2 separate regions of the Hermetia illucens genome follow, and region 2 is linked to region 1. The links are chromatin contacts, called in public Hi-C maps. All regions are on one chromosome and are shown on one strand. Each heading gives the region's core, a stretch centred on a gene start, on an enhancer-like site or on the middle of the called end of the contact. The rest is flanking DNA. Distances are from core to core; before and after follow the strand shown.

Region 1 (4,533 bases), core at 813-3,312:
TTTTATTTAGTTTCCGAAAATGGTATCAAATCTGAGATTAAATGATTGTGGCAGTGGAATTGTGATTAACACTATTCACGAAAAACTTATATTTTATTATAACTCCACAAAGGTCAAAGATAGAGTGGCCATTCCTGGAAACAATTTTCCTCAAACGAGTGATGCTATCCGCCATTAAATTTTCTGCGATCGTTTACGAGATGCTTTGTATACTCTTTGATGCGCGGATATTTGTTCTGAGAAGTGTTTATTATATATGTTTTGAAACTCGAAACAACTATAGCTACTAAAACAGGTAAGAGAGAGAGAGAGGGAGTAAAGGGCTCTATAGCATACGTGTGAATAAAAATAGTAGTTTTTTTGTTGACTATTACAGGCTCCATTTTACTCGTTAACAGTGGTGTTATCTCAAAACCAGTTTTACATTAATTACCTCAGTTTTTTGGGATTCAACTTTTAGAGGAATATTGATAAAAAGTTGCATTTAAAAGTGGTCTGAAATTAATCTCAGTTTAGAGGGTGAGTGGATGCACCTACGTAAAGACTTCGTGGTGTAGAAAGGTTTTAACGAAAATAAAGCATAATTGATAACTTTTGTTATTCAACCGCTCTTATTTTCCTCGAACTAAAGTCCCCTGTTACGTGAAATTGCGAGTTTTTATTTCTGAACTTGAATCCATTGCTCACTCTACACAGTGAAAATATTATTCAAAACAAAAACGTCTGTAATAACTAGGTTTTCTTCAACATAAAGAAGAAGAGTTCACGCTAAAGGGTATTTTATCATCATCTGGCAATATAGATCTTCGAACGTCACTGTCAATTTCTGCCAGTGTCAAACGTTGTTCGCATTTCTGGTTTACGGGGGTAGTTTCCACACGATTTCAATATTTAGAGTAGTTTTACAAACATGACGACCGCAGCTCGACCCACATTTGATCCAGCCCGAGGTGGAAGTGGTCGGGGTGAAAAAGATTTGAGTGCTCTCTCCAAGCAATACTCTAGTCGGGATTTGCCCGGACATACAAAACTCAAATATCGGTAAGCAAAGCGACATTAATAGATTTGGTGGCTATAATAACAGTTTATTTTACAGTGAACAGGGACAAGGAACCTCCGAAGAGCTGCGAAGCAGAGATTTCCGCAAGGAGCTTGAGGAGCGTGAACGCGAATCACGACCAAACAAAAATCTACCTCCAATTGTACGCAAGGCCATCGAGGCAAACAGCAGCAGCAACAAGCGACCAAAATTAGATCAGGTAATTGTTTTTTTAATTTAAACAGAAATGAGGAGTATCAGATAACTGCACAGAAAAGTGAATTGAAAATATTGAAAAACTACAGCTGCCAGGGTGTTCTTGTATCTCAATTGAGTTAAATTCATTTCGCAGGCGCCTCCTACCAGTTTGGATGCCGATGATCCCATTGCCCACGATTCATCCGAGGAAGAGGACTCCGATGACGACGATGACACCGCAGCTCTCCTCGCCGAATTAAACAAAATCAAGCAGGAACGTGCTCAAGAAAGTGCAAGGAAAGAGGCCGATAGAAAACAGGAGGAGGAACGCATCCGAATGGAAAACATCCTGTCCGGAAATCCCTTGCTGAATTATAGCACCGGTTCGAAGGGCGATTTGAAAGTAAAAAAACGTTGGGATGACGATGTCGTATTCAAGAATTGCGCTCGTACAGAGCCCGAGAAAAAGTCACATTTCATCAATGATTCGTTACGCTCGGAGTTTCACAAGAAATTCATGGAGAAGTACATTAAGTAAACAAGCCTAGATGTTAACAAATTTCATTAGAATATATTTTCCTGTAAAATAAGTCTTCAATAAAGTTGTTTTGATATTCCTTTGAATTGGATTTGTCTTGTTTCTGGAGGGTAGTTCGTGGCTTGGATAAGTCTCTTTCAGCTACCAGCGGAGTTAGTGTCTTTACTAGGAATTGGCGCGCCAACCCGATTTTGTTTTAGAGAGTTGTCTTAACTTACTGTCACGAAAATCTCACAAACAGATGGCACTGTACACCGTTCTTGACATGTTGTCAAGCCACAGCTGATTGGCTCCAATAGCAAATCTAAACTCAAATCGCTTTGTGTTTTCATAAGCAGTGCAAGTGACAACGCGTAATACGGAGTGAATTGTTGCAGTGAACGGGATTATCTTCGAGTCGATCGGTTTCAATCGCCGCCTTCTCGATATAATCAAAGTAATCTAATCAAGAGTGCATAGTTATCAGGATCTCCTGCTGTGAATTACGTCGTCTGCTATGTACACACGAAGAGCTCAGTGAATCAGAAAACCGACAAAATGGAACCGAGCGGAGAAAAACAAACCATAATGGAAGGTAGGCGTATTGTTTTCCTTTGGACTGCGCCCCTCGGCTTTCCCTGAAATCCCTGTCTGCCCTGCATTCCTGCTAATGGATGAAATTACAGTTCGACTTTCCAACCAGTAAGACATCCGCCATACAAATATGTAGGAAACTAGGGAAATGCGGTCAATTATTGGTTTTTCTTTACGGGGCAGGCTGGTGTTATGTTTCACTTGGGCTGCAGCCATAAATTATGCTGAACTGCAAACAGCCAAGAAGATATTTGAATTTATGATAACGAGTGTGTGGACGTGTACTATGAGTTTCTCGGGGCATCTTTATCTGGAGATTACACTTAACTTTTAGTCAGTCTTCCAATGTTGACGAATGCCTTCTCCTCCCCTGGACTTGGGTTACGTTTCGGGCCCACAAGAGATATTCCGCGTCATTAATTCCCTTTCTAACTTTCCAATTTGATTCCAGATTGTATTCGCTCATACCACTCAATTGCTCTTAATTTGTCATGCAGCCCCTTCCCGGTCCTGCCCCATACACTTTTCGGCCTTTATTCAATTACGAATTACGACGCCGGGAGTGAACCATGAGAATATTTTAACATTCTCCGACGGTTTTGGAACGATGTCGTCGTATGTAGTTGCGAAATATTTTGATTCATCAGATTTTTTGTTGTTGTTAGCTTTTTGCAAGCAGTTTGCCCATCAATGTTCATCAACAATTAGAAATGATTAAGGGCAATACTGTTTCTTATTAATTAATTTCATGATGTAGTTAATGGAAAGGATTTAATGCTTCACACGATTTCCACAGAAATGTTTCGCCGGTAATTTAGGCGGAGTTCTTAAGAGCACAACTAGTGTGAAATTATCATAAAGTCCATTTCTTCTTTTGCATTTTTTTTTATAGTTTATACCTTTAATATTAACCTAAAATTTTCAAGATTGTGTCTCAAATAGTTTTTGAGCTAAAATTTTCTAAGAGAAGCTGCTCATCATCATCAACGGCGCAACAACCGGTATCCGGTCTAGGCCTGCCTTGGTAAGGAACTCCAAACAGCTGGTTTTGCTTGCGCCGATTCGATACCCCTAAAAGCTATCTGGCGTCCTTACCTACGCTATCTCTCCATTCCAGGCAGCGTCTTTTTCGCCGTCCCTTTAAGCTTTTGTGTAAAACAAGACCTTATTAAAATCTGCTTGTCTGTCCATCACACGCCTTTTTCTGAGAGAGACTGTAGCAGCGATTGACACCAAATTCGGTGGAAACTGTGAACGCTCACGCATACAGTGAGTTACATCCTGTTATGTCGAATTTAAGGGGAGGACCCCATATATGCAAAAGGGGGGTGTAATTTTTTCCACCGAATATAGTCATGTGGAGTATCAAATGAAAGGTCTCGATTAGTACTTTCCGAAACTGGTTTTAGTTTTGACATTTGTTGGAGAAACAGAAAGTTGGGGGGTCGAAAGACATAATTTATTTAAGGGGGCCATTCTCAGAAACTGCCCAACAGGAAAATCTAAAAAAAATCAAGAGGATGCCACTATAAGGTGGCTAGGCTCCGAAATACCTTCCATACCGATATCCTTTCAAATAAAGTTAATCAATAGTATATTACTATAATTTTCAGTAATTGGCTGCGAAACCCCCATTGGGTTCATTCTAGCACCACGCAGCAATGTAGGCTATAATATAGAGAATGGTCTTTCCAAGTTTGGTGGAAACCACACCATTACTAACAAAGTTATAATAGGTCAATGTTGTCACTTCTTTGGAAATTCAAATTTTTAATGTCAATATCACTCGAAAGTGTATATTCTCACATAATGGATGCGTATATTACGTGTTACGTACTAATTGGACAAATTCACACTCAAATGTTTTTATAAAAAAAATACATAAAACCTTTCATAACTGAAGCGTCGAGCTTCCGGTTTCCCGACTTGTTTTTACCATAGATATGGCCCCTATAGACTTTCCGGGCTGAATCTTCCTCATCCATACTGATTAAGTGACCCGCGCACTGTAAGCTAATGAGCTGGATTTTATCCACAACCTGACGGTCATCGTATCGCTCATAGATTTCGTCGTTATGTAGGCTACGGAATCGTCCATCCTCATGTAGGGGGCCGAAAATTCTTCGAAGGATTCTTCTCGCGAACGCGGCCAATAGTTCGCAATTTTTCTTGCTAAGAACCCAGG
Region 2 (4,074 bases), core at 909-3,408, 180 kb before region 1:
TTAAAATCTCGCTAACTACCCAATAAATTCAAAATTTACATACCTTTGAAGCACCGTTATCGTGCTTTTATGTAATCTGTCGATACCATCTAATATAGCCACGCTACCAGTCTTCGCTGCTCGCACCAAAGGAGAATCTCTCCAAATTGTATCGCCGTCAGGTGTGGTAACCCGTTGTTGAATCAAATCCCTCGACGTCATATCTTCATACAAAACCATGGGCTCAATCGATTGACCGAGCCAATTCACCAGTTGAAGTGAAAGGGTGGACTTGCCCACGCCTTTGGGTCCTAAGAAACGAGACAGCAAAAGTATGCTATTACCATCAATATTTTCCACAAAAGATGTAATTCGATACCTATCAGGCAAATGTCTCCCACGGCGTACATTTGAATCATAGAGGACAAGAGGCTTCGTTGGTAGTCAATATCAATGAAACCTTCAGTTTTCCGAATTTTTTTCGGGCCGCCGTTTACAGCTATTGTGTGGCCGTCAATTTGAAAGTCCACCAAATCAGAATCGGTTTTTGTAACTTCGATTGATTTGATTGGCCTATTAGGCGTGATTGGTATTTTCAGAGAATCAAATAGAGTCGTTATTTGGTCCTGGCTTTCTCTCGGTAGCAGTGTCTTGAAGGGATACAGATGAAGTAACGCCTCATGTACGGTTATAGCAGGATTCGAATCCTATTGGAAAAGGACTGGTTATCACACAGTCGTAAAGCAAGACTAAGAGACTTACCATCATTTGAGCAACACTACGCAAATTGTCAATAGGGAAGTCTGGCAAACTCGATGTTGAATCAGAAGCCAACACCGCCATACCAAACGATACCAACTTTTGTAACTCACTAGCCTCCAAGTTCGGCGCCACATCATGCAATTCTCGAAACACCTCCTGTTGGAATATTGATAAGTCTTGCACGTACATGGTATATATAAGGATCACTTACGCTGTAAGAATAATGTGAGACATTCCTTGACTGAAACCGAGAGCGCAATGGGGGGTCCAGAGGAGTACCCTTATACTTTTGGGTGGGCAGCCCCAGGGCGATAACTCGAAAATCCTCCGATACTCGAAGCAATCCCCATTTGTCCAGTTCTTCCTTGCTGTATGTTTGTAACAATTTGTCATATCTCTCGGGTGACATTAGGAACTTCCCATTTTCCAAGTGCATCTCTCGATTCTCGAGAAGATTGTTTAAAATTGGAAGGACGTTCCGTTCTGCATGTTCGACTCCATCCAAGATCAGAATACGTCCGTTCACAGCTGCCCGCACCGCACACTATAAATTGAGAAGTAAATTGTGGTGCTTAATGAAAACTTTAACTTCAATGGATTGACAATGCTCTGCACACAAATACAATGCATGTTCATAAACAAATCGTATCGGTCTTTGGCCTAGAGCGCCAGATGAACACAACTCGGATTATCAGAAAATATTCGATTCGATATCACAAAACGCATCAACCAGAGCCCAATGTGGACTTTGAACTTTTCACTTATCTAATACCGCAGACAACGGCGCTGCTTCTTCCACACTCACCTGATCAAAGTACACAGCGGCTTTGTCCTTAATCTCGCGCCTCTGCTTCAAGTCACTCTCGGTTGTGTCGCGGCTCAGGGCGATGTACTCCAATTCGCGCTGAGTCAATTGCAAGTACTGCATTGCGAGCGTTCTCCGAAGGGGTCCTGGCTGGCCCAGGAGGAACATATCTTGTTTAAGGTTATCCTTCTGCATCATCCATCGAAGGTGGTGTAGAGCCGTCTGGGATAGCGCGTAGGCGCCCGTTTCGTCAACACTCACTAACAGAGCAAAGGTTACTGCAAATAAATTCACGAAATGCAGCAGAACCTACCATATTTCTGCGGTACTAGCTCCGGATTCTTGGGAGTCTTGAGCTCTTTCGTTACATCATCAATGGTTATACGGCCTTCGCCCGTTGTCGTTCCATAATTGCATGCTGTTTTCCTTTTAATCCAATTGCGATGAGTAACTTGCATACCACGGAAGACACTTGCACCTCTCGTCAGCCACATTTTCACTCAATCAATTCTTAACTCCTAAGTGGACACATGGGCACACAACAAATAGAAACACCACCGACAAGAACTAAATCTCTACTTGATTAGTCGCAGCCGCTCGGCCGAGCGCGTATCTGACGTCACCGCAATTCCGATTGATATCCCATGTGCCAGTCGCCAATGTTTATCAAACATACGTCACAAGTCGCGAACAGCTGATTGGAAACAACAAACAACTGATGCTGTCAGAATCAGCTGCTGTGGTGAATTGGAAATAAAGTGGCTGATCAGGTAATATCTTTCTCAACGTCTCGGAAAGTTCCATCCTAGTATGGTGGAAAGTTGGGGAATTCCCTAGTTAAACCGAAATATGTGCAATGAAACTGATTTGGCAAATTTCGACTCACCACATTGACTTCCGTCTCTGAATAAATATTCGAATAAATTAATCAGCTGAGATGGACGTATGTTTATTTATTTATTTTATTTAATTGACGGACAACAAACAGAGAAAATTCCGATTAATTATTGTCCTCAGGAGGAGGGGCGAAGGGCACGTTGAAAATGTCTCCGCTGCGTGTGTTATAAGACGCAGGACGGCGGGTGATCTCGTCAGCGGCGGAGCAGTCCATCAGACCCGAGGAAAGTTTAAAAAATGTGCATAGATCCAGATAGGATCTACACTGTTGTAGGAAGGGAAGATTCAGAAAGCGGAGGCGGGAGGGACAATCCACACGAGTGAAGCTTCTTAAAGAAGAGGGAACGGGTGAATTCACATTGCACATTTTCAAGGGCAAGACAATCACAGTTACGGGAGGGTGACCAGATCGCGGAGCAATACTCGAGGGTATTCCTCACGAGGGAATTGAAGGGAGCTAAGGAGGGTTGGATGGAGCCAAAATCAGAGGAGGAGCGAAATATAAAACCTGACAATTTTGCTGCTCGATTGATGACATCCAGGCAATGGGTGTCAAAGCGGAGCTTATTATCGAAAGTGACTCCGAGGTCTTGAGTGGAATTTAAGCAGGATAAGGAATTTCCGTTAAGAGAGTAGGAGAAAGAAGTGGGTGAGGATTTTATGGAGTAGCACATAGAGTGACATTTTCTGACGTTTAGCGCTAAACCATTAGTCGAGCACCAACGAACCAGAGTGTCCACGTTAGACTGAAGGGAAACAGTCCATAGGCGACGATATAGCGGAAAACAGCTTAAGGTCGTCTGCATAGAGCAAACAGGGATAAGTAAGGAGGGGAGGAAGGTCATTAATAAAAAATAAAAATAGCAAAGGACCCAGAATAGACCCCCAAGTATGTTGATAAATTTAAAGCGAAATCTAGAGTCAGAAATCTTTTACACAAAAGTAAGAATTGATTCATGTGAAAGATTCGCAATAGTTTGCCATTCTTGAAAAACTAGGCGCATATGATACCTCCACTGCAATTTACTTGAGAAATAAATATAAATACCAAACTATAACGGGTCAAGCAGTGGTTGCAGAATAGATTAGGGTAGAATCCAACTTAATGTCGTTCTCCAAGACTTCGTACATAGGTCATCAGGAGCCAAGTTTCTCGTCTACAAAGAACGTTAGTGCGTGGCGATATTACCCCCCCCCCCCCCCCTTAGCACGTCCACTGGTGCATGAAGTGGAGACACATCTTCATAATATTGATAACCAGGTTATAACTTCAAAAAAGGACAAGCTGGGCAATCAAGCGACGAGACCAACCGCAACATTGCCGTACTGCGATGATCACAACCAACAAACGCTACCAAAGGCAGAATTGAATAAGAGCAGAGCAACAGAGGTAAGCATACATGAGATGGAATGTCCCCAAAAAAAGAAAGGGATAACCTCCAAAATGTTAAGGGCCATGGTGGGAACCCGAAGATCCAGCGTTAGCTATGCTAGCCCGGTGAAAGATATCCGATTAGTCATTCTACCCAAATCATTTCTGTAGCTAATACTCACTTATGAGAAACAGAAAACTATCAAAACCGTTGTCCTCCCTCAGATGTGTAAAGAATGAAGTGCCAATCTTGTTTGCG

What was found. Hi-C and Micro-C count contacts between places; a contact is called where the count stands out from the background.
Region 2: a contact with region 1 is called in a Hi-C map of an unstated tissue, with 6 times the contacts expected there. The contact joins the promoter of LOC119657113 here to the promoter of LOC119656835 in region 1. A contact is called at or near these places in 2 of 2 Hi-C or Micro-C datasets (an unstated tissue and whole body).

Annotation. Positions count from the first base shown.
Region 1 is chr5:71,205,710-71,210,242 of iHerIll2.2.curated.20191125, reverse strand. It overlaps LOC119656835 (maestro heat-like repeat-containing protein family member 1), which reads left to right and starts at 2,062. Exons shown (of 15, transcript XM_038063485.1): 1 at 2,062-2,349. The coding sequence starts at 2,313. It overlaps LOC119657163 (protein CWC15 homolog), which reads left to right and starts at 532. Exons shown (of 3, transcript XM_038063946.1): 1 at 532-1,041; 2 at 1,097-1,259; 3 at 1,392-1,861. The coding sequence starts at 911. The coding sequence ends at 1,775.
Region 2 is chr5:71,389,312-71,393,385 of iHerIll2.2.curated.20191125, reverse strand. It overlaps LOC119657113 (von Willebrand factor A domain-containing protein 8), which reads right to left and starts at 2,158. Exons shown (of 10, transcript XM_038063873.1): 1 at 1,860-2,158; 2 at 1,547-1,806; 3 at 953-1,285; 4 at 742-897; 5 at 359-686; 6 at 44-290. The coding sequence starts at 2,040.